Linked DNA regions of Mus musculus: region 2 is linked to region 1. A link is a contact called in public promoter capture Hi-C data. All regions are on one chromosome and are shown on one strand. The core of a region is the stretch at or near the end of the contact, and the rest is flanking DNA. Distances in the headings are between cores, read along the strand shown.

The links. Promoter capture Hi-C pulls out the DNA fragments that hold promoters and counts their contacts.
Region 2: a contact with region 1 is called in a promoter capture Hi-C map of liver, with 2.5 times the contacts expected there. The contact joins two enhancer-like sites.

The regions. Positions count from the first base shown.
Region 1 is chr9:22,160,628-22,166,372 of GRCm38.p6, forward strand. No RefSeq gene overlaps it. Among named protein-coding and RNA genes, the nearest start is that of Pigyl, 6.7 kb to the left of the region's middle. Within about 2 kb of position 4,409, at least 232 of the 459 cell types and tissues checked have an H3K27ac peak or open chromatin away from gene starts, as enhancers often do. A contact at or near this core is called in liver, where this site is marked.
Region 2 is chr9:24,509,474-24,514,743 of GRCm38.p6, forward strand. No RefSeq gene overlaps it. Among named protein-coding and RNA genes, the nearest start is that of Dpy19l1, 9.0 kb to the left of the region's middle. Within about 2 kb of position 3,203, at least 42 of the 459 cell types and tissues checked have an H3K27ac peak or open chromatin away from gene starts, as enhancers often do. A contact at or near this core is called in liver, where this site is marked.

The DNA of each region.
Region 1 (5,745 bases), core at 3,159-5,658:
AAGTCCCCACAGCCACCCTGGGAACAGGATTAAAGAAGTCAGGGACTGGAGTGATGGCTCAGAGATTGAGAGTGTGTCCTACTTTTATAAAGTGTTTTTATTAAGATTATTTTGTGAGTATTTGACTTGCATGTGTAAATGAGCACCGTATGCGCGCGATGTACTTGGAGGTCAGAGGCCGGTGTCAGGTCCTCTGGAACGTGACTTAGGGGAGTTACAGGAGCCACCATGTGGGAATTGAACCTGGGCCCTCTTAAAGAACAGCAGGTGCTCATAACGTCTAAGCCAGCGCTCCAGCTCTGGGCTTGTTTTCTGTTGCTGTGATAAAACCACAAGCAAGTTGGGGCAAGAAAGGGTTTGTTTGACTTCCACTTTTAAATCATAGTTCATCAATGAGGGGGACGTTGGGGCAGGAGCTCAGGGTGGGAGCCTGAAGGCAGGGATTGAAGCAAACCCTGGATGGCTTACTCCCTAGCTCACATCAGCTACTGTTCAGGCCAGGCCTGGGGATGGCACCACCCACAGTGGGCTGGGCCCTCCTGTATCAGTAATTAAATTATGTCATAGACATACCCACAGGCCAATCAACTAAGCCATTAAGTAGTTCCTTGAGGTTCCCTCTTTCTAGATGACTAGTCAAGCGTAGCTGCCTGCTACTGGGTTCCTGAAAGTAAAGATGGAAGATGGGAAGGGCAGCCAGAGAAATAAGGAGCCAAGACAAAATTTTCTGATCAAGGCCGTGTTTACTTCTTGCGTCTGAGCTTATAAAGGGGGGGAACCCATCCCCCACCACGCCAGGATCTTGTTGCTTGGTCAGGATAGTGTCAGAACAGGTTCAGCCTCTCAGCAGGTAGTGGTGTCTTGGGGGAAAGCTGCTGACCGTGGCAGGACAATAGACCTAACTTGGTCTGAAGACTCCACCCTAGGTGGGCTAGCAAGTGTGGCAAGCCAGGTCTGAGCCAGCCTGCTCAAGGCTGGGGGAAGGGCACAGTCAAGGTGACAAGACTAACCAGCACGGAATTCGTGCTGCTCTTGAAGAAGACTGTGGTTTCCAGTGCCTGTGGATGGTGGCTCACTATTGCCTGTGAAAGACCCACAACGTGAGGACTCCCCCACGTTCTGACTTAGGAGAGGCGACACCCCAAAATCACCAACGAGAAACGGCCTAGATGCAAATTGCAAGAGGATTTTTATTCAAGAGCACTCTCGGGCCCACGGTCATACACCACGCAGGGGTAGAGGACTGTGGTGTGCCGAGTAGCTGAGTAAGGGGGTATTTAAAGGAAAAAACCATAACTCAAGGAGGTGGGAAGGGCGTTGTTGGAAAATACCAAAAATACCAGATAAGAGTCACAAGGAAGTACAAAGTCACAGGTGTCACAAGGAATACCTGGTAATTGTTAACTCTCAAGACCGTTTCTAAGAGCCCCTAACAATAGCACATTTGCATTGCAGGTTCCAGCAATGGTCAGGGTGACTTTCTTTGAATGAGCACTCTTTGAACCCAGGAAGCAGGTGGGTAGAGGAATGTCACTATCTGTTTTATGATTAGCATACCTTGGAGCACTGAGTTTACTACTCTTTCACCTGTAACTCAGTGCCTTTCTGACAGCCTCAGACAACTGCACTCATACATGCACCCAGGTACCGATACAAACAGACAGATAATAAGTAATATAAATAAATCTTCTTATTGTTGCTGTTAGCTTAGGGGGATCAGAAGTCACAGCTGGGGAGGGGGCCATGGAGATGGGGGTCTCCTGCCCCAAGCCTTCCCTCCACCTGTGCTTACGCTTGAGTAGCTTGCCTTGTTCCTTCCTGTGTGAGGGGTGGGAGCCGGCAGACAGCACCACCCCTCCCCAGATGGCGAGGAGGCTCATGGTCATGGACAGGAGGATCTGTGGTGTGCGTGCGTTTTGTCTGCCCCTGTTCCCCATGTAGCCCTTTGCCTTCGAGTCTTCCAACGGCACAGGAAGAAGTCTCACATCCACGGCCCTATCCCTCAGAGGCCCAGCTCTCCCCTTCCTTCTCTGGACAGGCTGAAGGGCCTTTTCTGCAACTGTTTGAAGAACAACGAAGCACACCTGTGCTACACAGGAGAGATGAGAGTGGCTCACTGCGAGAGTGGTTGTAGGCCTGTGATGAGTGTGTAAAGCATGTGTGTGTGTGTGTTGTGGGCCATGGCTTCAGTAAAAATAAACTTTAGTAGCCAATAAACTCGAAACATTCTTGGCCTCCTTTGGGGCTAACATTCTAGAATTTTTGTTTTTTTAAATCCAATTTGATGTTACTCAACCAGGTTCTGTTGCCCATTTGAAACGAGCTTTGCAAAGACAAGAGACAGTCAGATACAACATGGGGGATCCAGTTCTTCAGTTGGCGTCCTGAGCTGGGGTAAGGCTTAGGGGTACTTAAGAGATAAAGAAGCGGAACTGAGGAGGAGCCGTTAGGTAAGACAGCATGTGAGGTCATGAGGAGAAGCCGTTACGTAAGACAGCATGTGAGGTCAGACCACCCCTGGGCCTCCACCTGCCATGCATGCAGGGGTCTAAGTACATCACACCCATGCCGTAATGTGCATTTCCCCTCCAGAAATAATTTAAAATTATTTTATCTCTTTGAAACATAGTCTGTGTATCCTTGGCTGGCCTGGAGCTTGATATATAAACCTGTCTAGCCTCATACTCAGAGACCTACCTGCCTCTGCCTCTGGCTCTGGCTCTGCCTCTGGAGGGCTGAGTTAAAGGAAAGCAGCACCACACTGGGCCTTTTTATTTTCTTAATCCCTGGGGACTGAACCCAGGGATTCTTGAATCCTAGGCAAGGAAGGACTCTGTTAACTGAAGTTACATCTCTGGTTTCCTCACAGGCATTCTGCCCTTAGTAATGAGCAGTGGGTGTTTTCTGAAGGGTTATTGACTGGGAAACCGGACAGGCTGATAACATCTGCACACCGGAGCTCGGACCACACCGGTGTTCCTCTGTATCTACACCGCCGAGGCTTCTCGAGGTAACAGATCTGCAGATGGGATCATCCACCCCGAACTTCCCTTTGCTGTCCTACAAAACCCCAAGCTCTGACCCCAAGCCATAAAATTATTTTCATAGCTACTTCATAACTATGACTCTGCTAGTGTTATGAATTGTAATGTAAATATCCTTCATTGTCCTGGCCAAAGGACCTCTGTGGAGGTCCGCCTCTTACTTTCCATCGATCCTGTTCTAAAACTTTTAGTAGTTTGAGATGAACAAAAGCAAGCTCAGAGTTCCTGAAAGACAACACAGGTGATCTATTAATACCGTCATGACCCGTCTACCGAAAAACTAATGGGACCACACTCCTTAGTGACTCAGAAAGGTGTCCTGGTGGCCCATGAAAGAAATTTGAGTACTCAGGGAGTTGGAAGCCAATGACTAGAGGTAGAGCCTTTTGGGTAGAGTGGCTACCAGGAAGAAGGCCCTCGGTGACATCCCCAACACACCATAAACCCAGCTGGGTATGAAAGCATACACACCTGTAATCCCAGCGTTCAAGAGACAGAAGGACCAGGAGTTCAAGTACATCCTCGGCCACACAGCTTACTTGAGGCCAGTCTGGGCTACATGAGACCCTATGTCCAAAAAATAAAAAATAAAAAAGCCTTTATGTTTCTCCTCAGTAGCCCCAATCGACTTGAGATTCTAGAGCAATGGTTTCAGCCTTCTTAATGCTGCGACCCTTAAATATAGTTCCTTATGTTATGGTAACCCCAAGCCATACAATTATTTTCATAGCTACTTCATAACTATGACTTTGCTAGTGTTATGAATTGTAATGTAAATATATGTTTTAGCTCGGTGACAGAGGCACACTCCTTTAATCCCAGCAGAGGCAGGCGGATTTCTGAGTTAGAGGCCAGCCTCTACTACAGAGTGAGTTCCAGGAGAGCCAGGGTCATACAGAGAAACCGTGTCTTAAAACAACAAAACAAAACCCTGTGTCTTGTGATGCTCGTAAAACGACCCTTTTTAACAGGGTCTTTCGATCCCCGTCTCCAGCCCCCAAAGGGGTTGCAATCCACAGCAACCTGAGCAATTGTCTTGAGCAAATTTAACCCTAGTTTTTCTCCCCTCGATGCGCAGGGCGAAGGGGCGGGACTGCAGTAACTGTCCAAGGAGACGCGCCGCTAGCCGGGGCGGGACGCTGCCACGCAAAGCCACCAAAGAGACTGAGTCTCTCACTCGCGAGGCTCGGGTGGTCGGGTCTGTCTCGGTAGTTGTCACTCAGGCTGTCTGCCCCCGCCCGGGTCCTGCTGTGCCCTGCGGGGAACCGGGAACCGGGAGGGAGGCATTCTTAGGACCTCCGGGAGGACGCGATGGTGAGTGCAGCCGGGGAGTGACTGCTGCGTGACGCTGCGTCACTCGGGAGTCTGCGCCCCAGTTTGCCACCGGCTCGGCTCGCTTCGGTTTGGCTCCGCCGGGCTCTGCTCTCCGCACCGCCGTGGAGTGGGCGTGGCGGCAGCTGCATCCTGGCTGCTGAGTGTGCAAGAGCTGTGGCCTGAGGGTCCCCAGCCCATCACTGCTCCCTAAGTGGCGCCGACTTCCCCAGTGTTGTCTCTGTTTACCGGAGGTCTCAAATTAGCGACCCTATTCCAGCGTAGCTTTTCAAAATCAGCAGCCAGTGGAGGCCTTCGTTTCCGGTTCCCCCTTTCCACATTTCCAGTAGCAGCAACCCCTCTCCAGGTCACTGTCTTTTTTTTTTTTTTTCTTTCCCCTCTCTCATCCGCCCCCCCCCCCAACCCCCACTCTCTCCGCAGGGTTTCTAGTCTCTTCTAGCCTGGGTTTAAGCGGTACTGGGGGTGGATGCATGGCTTCCAGCCTGCTGGTCAGTACTCTCTCCATGCTAACTCCTCATCCTCTGGTCTTCACCTCCCAAGTCCCAAGTATTTCGATTACAAATCTGTACAATCGCATCTGGTGACTTTTCTACATCCTACACACACACGCTATTTTAATTACAACTTTTCTTTAGGGCAAGGTTGGTTTGGTTGGTTGACTGATCTTTGCAGTGCTGAGGACAGGACCCAGGGCTTTGAGCTTTATCATTGAACTGTATCTCCAGTGTGTGTGTGTGTGTGTGTGTGTGTGTGTGTGTGTGTGTGTATTAGCATGTATGCATTGTACAAGTTTCACTTTGCAATTCAGGATGGTCTCAAACTAATAATCCTGTCTGTCTCAGCTTTCCAGTTGGTGGGGTTACAGGGAAAGGATTCCAGATTTGGCCGAATGGCTGTTACAAAGCTCTGTGTTTTGTTGCTGTCTGCATGAAGCTTTCTGGAACTGTAAGATGTGTAGACCTGCCCTCTCAGTGTCTTCCTGGGCACAGACATTGAAATTAAGGTTTTTTTGAAACCTTTTTCTGGGTCCCTTGCCCTTGAGGTACAACTCCTAAGTACTTCCTTTCCTGGCTGGCTGGTGTCACCTTTAAGGGCGTTACTCGTTTGAGTCGCAGTTTTTCATTAAAAAGGGAAACAAAGGGCTGGGGAGTTGGCTTAGTGATTAAGAGGACCCAGGTTTGATTTCCAGCAGTCACATGGCTGTCCTCAGCTGTCTTTAAAGCCACTGCCTGAGCTCTATCTCCTGCTGACACCCATGCAGACAAAACACCTACATACGAAAAAGTAACACGTGAGACTCAGTGCCCCCCCCTCATGCCACCTGCTGCAAGCTAGAATGGAGGACCCTCTGTGGCACGTGCATGCCAAT
Region 2 (5,270 bases), core at 1,953-4,452, 2.3 Mb after region 1:
AAAAACAGGCTTCTCGGTTCCTTCTGTCTCCTTCTCCAGGCCCCAGCATCCCTAATCCATCTATCTACCCAGGTTTACACCCTCCTCATGTACCTTTTCACTGCCCCCATCTGCCTTTGCCTTGTATTGTACAATCCAAGTTATCCAATCTAGTGCTTCTCATTGTCTCTTACTCTGAATCAGTGGTAGGCCCACCACTGCAACTCTGGTGGAATTCTACTTCCCTTCCCTGCCTGATTCCATCTCACCCACATAGGATAATTTCACTGTACAGCTCTGAGATCCACATCCATCTTTGTAAGGAATGCTGGGGAAATGCCACAACTTAGAAGGTTGGGAATCCCTATGGATCCTTAGTTCTATCACTAACAGCTATCTTTTACATTCTTCTGACCCCATTCACCAAAGCAAGTGGAAAAAGCATCTCCTAATGTCTTATAGTTAGGTGTACGTGTCACTAACCTTCTCATTCATACAAGAGGGATTTTCCACCCACACCATGGAGCCACCGGACACGTCTACAAGGAACTGTCTTATGTTTCCAGAGTCACGCTTGGTCTCCTTCCCTTTCACAAAAGAGAGAAAGGCTCCTTTACATGCCCAACCTCTCTTCTAGTGGACAGCCTATACCATCCTACAATCTTGGTGTCTCACTCTATCCACTATCAACTAGATGCTTGGTTCACTATTGCTTCTTTTTGGTGATTTCAACAGTCACAAGCATGGCCAGTCATCTCCTATCTTAAGTAGCATCTCCCTTTCAAAGCAGTATCTCAATAGCACCATCCTCTTCTTCCTTTACCCATAAATATTCTCAGTAGAGTTCTTCTACCTGCCGTCTCTGTGTCCTTATTTTCCTCCCAAGCTCTTGGAACCCTGGCATTCACATATAATATTCTACAGCTCTTCTCCTGCCAAGGTGTTAGTAGCCTCCACATTATCAGCTTCATAGGAACACGTCTCCATCTGCCCTGGAATCTGATCACTCACTTTCTAAGGTCCTCTCCTCCACAGCATCTGATCACTTATTTCCCATGGTCTTCTCCTCCATGGCATCTTGTGGTTCTCTTCTCTACCACACTTGGTCACTCACTTCCTGTGGTCCCTCTGAACCACCCTCCCAGGATTTGAGATTCCTTTGTCTGCTTTTATTTTGTTCTCCTTTGAAAGTACATCTTGCTTACAAATACTCATTTCCCCAGGATTTGAAAGCTTCCTCTTCTCTTTTTTATGCCATTTTCCCCAGGCAATGTTCTGACTTTGTATTAGCAACATATGTTGACAGTGAAGTGTGTTGCAGAGGGCAGCTGTTTGCATAATGGCAGCCAGGTCATGGGAGAAAGGAGAGCCACTCAGGCCTGCAGCCCATGGGATCAGGCTAACAGACACTCTGGATATGTTTCCCCCTCAATTAATCTTTCTGTAAACACCCACACAAAACACCCTAACATGTACCTCAGTTTACTAGGGGATTCTAAATCTACTCATACTGACAATTAAGCTTAATAATCACATTCTTTGCTACACATATCTAAACCTATGCCCTCAATTCCCCTCTCTGACTTGCAGAGCCAAATACATCACTGCCCACTCAATACTTGTACTAGAACTTCCCCTGGTGCCGCAAATGCCCAAATCACAACCCATGTTTTCTCTAGTGTCTTCACCTGAGCATGTAAGCATTCCCCCAATCCAGGAAGTTATTCTTCCGTTTTGTAATTCCTCAAATTGATCAATCTATAATCCTAGGCATCTGGCCCATCAACATCTGTCATTTCTCTCCTATAATCTATCAAAACCTTCAAACACATCCAAAGTGGTCTCTGCATCTTCTCTGACTACCCTTCAATCTTCTGCATCATGTTTCCTAGCAACCAAGTTACTTCCTGGGCACAAAGTATACACTTTTGCTCTATCCTGCCTTCCACTGAAGTATACTCCCTTACCATAGGCCGACAGTAACACAACTAGCCAATCATGGACTGCAATCACTCAAACCATAAGCCAAAATGAATATTTCTCTTAAAAAGTTGGCTATCTTGGGCATTTGTTGTAATAATCTTACCAGTAATGAACAGTGCATATCTGTTTCGTAAGCATATGAGGTCTTGTTTGGCTGAAATCTGATACAGATTTGGAGTGAGTAGGCCACGACTGATGAAAGTTCTCCCACCTGAAACATTCACTATTCATTTCAAAATAGTCATTATTTTTAAGTAATCTAGCAGATATATTTTAAAGTTAAGGTGTTTAGAGATTTAGTAATTTTGCTTACTAAACAAGTATCCAGTTAAAGTAAGCTTGTGTGAGAGATACTGTTTTTCTGTCAGTTAACTAAATATGAAGGGGCAGCTGCAGATGATTCACTTCTACCTCCAGATGACCCAATCAACATACACACTGCTCAGTGAGGGAACACTTTGCTTTGCCTGCCAAGAAGCTCTGACTAAGTTTTGTAGCAAACAACAGGGAAGGGGAGAGTAGTGTGGAAGAGAACTGGTCTATTGAGAAGAGAACTCACTGCATCTACTATTGACGTCTGTCCCTGACCTGTGGCTATTGTGCATTGGAAATCAATGCTACTTCAGAAGATCCAAAGTACAAAGTATGGTGAAATCATGTGCTACTGGCCTTGACCTTGCTTGTGGAGCAGTAAAAAAAAAAACCATCGTAGGTTCCAACAGTCTTGGGAGTAATACTTTGTGTGACCTCTGAGCAGTCGTGAGAGGAACAGAAACCACCATTGCTACTGCTGTGAGACAAAATGAGCATTCAGACAGGGGACAGCAGTGTGTTCTTACAGTACAGTCAACAAAAGAAGCAGATGGGCCTAGATTCTATCCTTGGCCCTGGAACTGCACATGCTACAGGCTTCCAGCCATGCTTGAGGGCTATATGGTGGTGTCGGTGAGATGTCTGGAGATGAACACAGTAACTTAACTACACTTACAGCCCAGTGTCCTTCCAGACTCTTCTGAACTTCCTCCAGTTCTCAATTGCTTCAAGTGTGAAAGTCAGAGAAAGTCAAGTGGAGCCGCTGGATTCCTCTGATCGGATGGTACAGTGGTCTTTCCTGGTGATAGTTGAGTGTTGTGTCTTGCTTGGTGATACCAAGTTTATTTGCAGCTGCATCTAAAACAGTGTTGTGGGAAAGCTGACACACACACTGATCTGTGGTTCCCTTTGCATCTTGTTGTAGCTCTGAAATACACACAGACCTAAGTTTGTTCTCCTTTCTTCTCTCCCATGATGGAATATATACAACCAGGCCTCTAAGAAGTTACCTACAGGGTACTTTCAGTATTCTCTTCAAAGTTGAACCTTCAGTATTATTTTCTCCATGGGAGTCAAGTGTGCAAGGAGAGACTGAAGGAACCAGCCCTGGGGAGCACGCCAGACAGTCAGGGCAGACCCATCCACTGCTATGAAGCCCAGTCAAGCTGTAGAGGCTATGCAGGGAGATGATGAAACTTCCAAGAGTGAGAGGCCCAGTCTGCACATCTGTTTTCCTCATTGAACACTATAGGGATCTGACTGCATTGCTTTCGCTGGCCATGTTTGCCAGCTGTATGTGTTCTCAAAGCCCCTGACTCTATAAGATCGTTGGGAGAAAGATTCCAAGGAAAGGTAAGGAGGACAGAGAGCCCTGACAAGGACAGTAAAGGCAAAGAACACAGGCAGATAGAGAGGAGGAAGGGAGCCAGTTAGTGAGGATCAGTTCACTGGAAACTGGAACAGAGGTAACACAACTGTTTGGAGTCTCTCCCACAGCTAGTGTAGTGCCTCAAAGAAACTACCCTGGAGCCCCGTGACAAGCCACCTGCTGCAATCAGGCTGCTACCTCGCCTGTCTGCTCCAACTACAGTACAGAGTTACTCATCACAGTAAAGGCGAGTTTGCTCTTCCCACCCAAAGGCAGACTGGTCAGACAGCAGGGCAAAAGCAAGGGGGAAACCTCAGTGTTCTAAATGGGAACACTCAAAGGTACTGGCACTGTTTCAGTCCTTGCCAAACATGAGCATGTGTAATTCTCACTGCATTGTGCAAGGTGCGTGCTGTCATTCCCAGTATCGTAGCAGAAGGACACAGAGACACTGAGTAACTCATTCAAGGTTACACAGCAGGTCAAGAGTAGACTCAAGCAGGTCTCTCCTACTCTGCCCTAATACTACTGCATTTGCTGTTACAGTGTACATGAAAGGCCAGGCACTGTGTTTTGTACTTTCTCTTAAAACCTCAAAATTACTTCTTTGGAAATGTGGCCGTCATTCCAATCATAGGCTTTCAGAAGTATGTACAGAGCAACAGAGTGTGGCATTTTATGGGGATTAAGTTGACTTCCCTTTAATTTATATACGTATAACTAAGCCCCTGGCAGACTGACATTCTATTGTTAGTAACAAATGACTTTTCCATTGCTCACAGCCCATAGCAGCACGCCAGTGTGTTGTGACACCATCATGGCTAGGAAGCCACTGGCTTGGAAAATAAACGTGAATGGGGGATATTTATATAACCAAGTTGGAAACGTAGTTGGAAGACACACAAAACAAGACATCAGCAGTGCATGTCAGTCTTCCAGCCTTCCTGAAAACAGATTTTTAAAACAGTACTTGGTGGTAAAACCAAAGCCTGTAGTGCCAAGTAGCGGCTGGGAACTAGGAATGGGGGTTTCTAGGATGCCTGCAGAGTAAGCTTGGGGCATCTGGGGAGGACCCCAGGCTTCAGGATAAGGCCCAGAGTTATTGTTGCTAAAGAATTCAATTCCTTGACTGGGAATGGTCTCTGAAAGGTCACGTGACTCATCATGAAGGAAGAAATCAGGGCTTCTCCAGGGACACATGTAAGTGCTTCCTGGGGTCATTTGGTCCTCAGATGTGCCACAGCAGTCACGTCACTTTAGTGGAGTCATTCGTTGGTACCCTGAAGGGAGGAAGCACACACGTCTTGCATTCCCATCCAGTTAGAAGAGTCTGCAAAGCTTTAATAAAAGCAAAACCGAGATGGATGTCAGTCGCCCTGGAAAGGGTGAACTCTGACTGCTCTGCTCTCAGTGCTTATTTCCTCTTGCCTTCACGTTTCTTCCAGAAATCCACCCCCAAATTATGTTCTTTTTCATTTCAAATGAATAGCTTCGTGGATCCCGTGTGTGTCTCTGGGCTGCAGATACTAAGTGATACACTGCTGAATTCAACCCACACATGAGTGTTATTTAGACAAAAGCCAAAGGATCTACATAATGTCTGTGTGGAAATGCCAGGGCTTCAGGA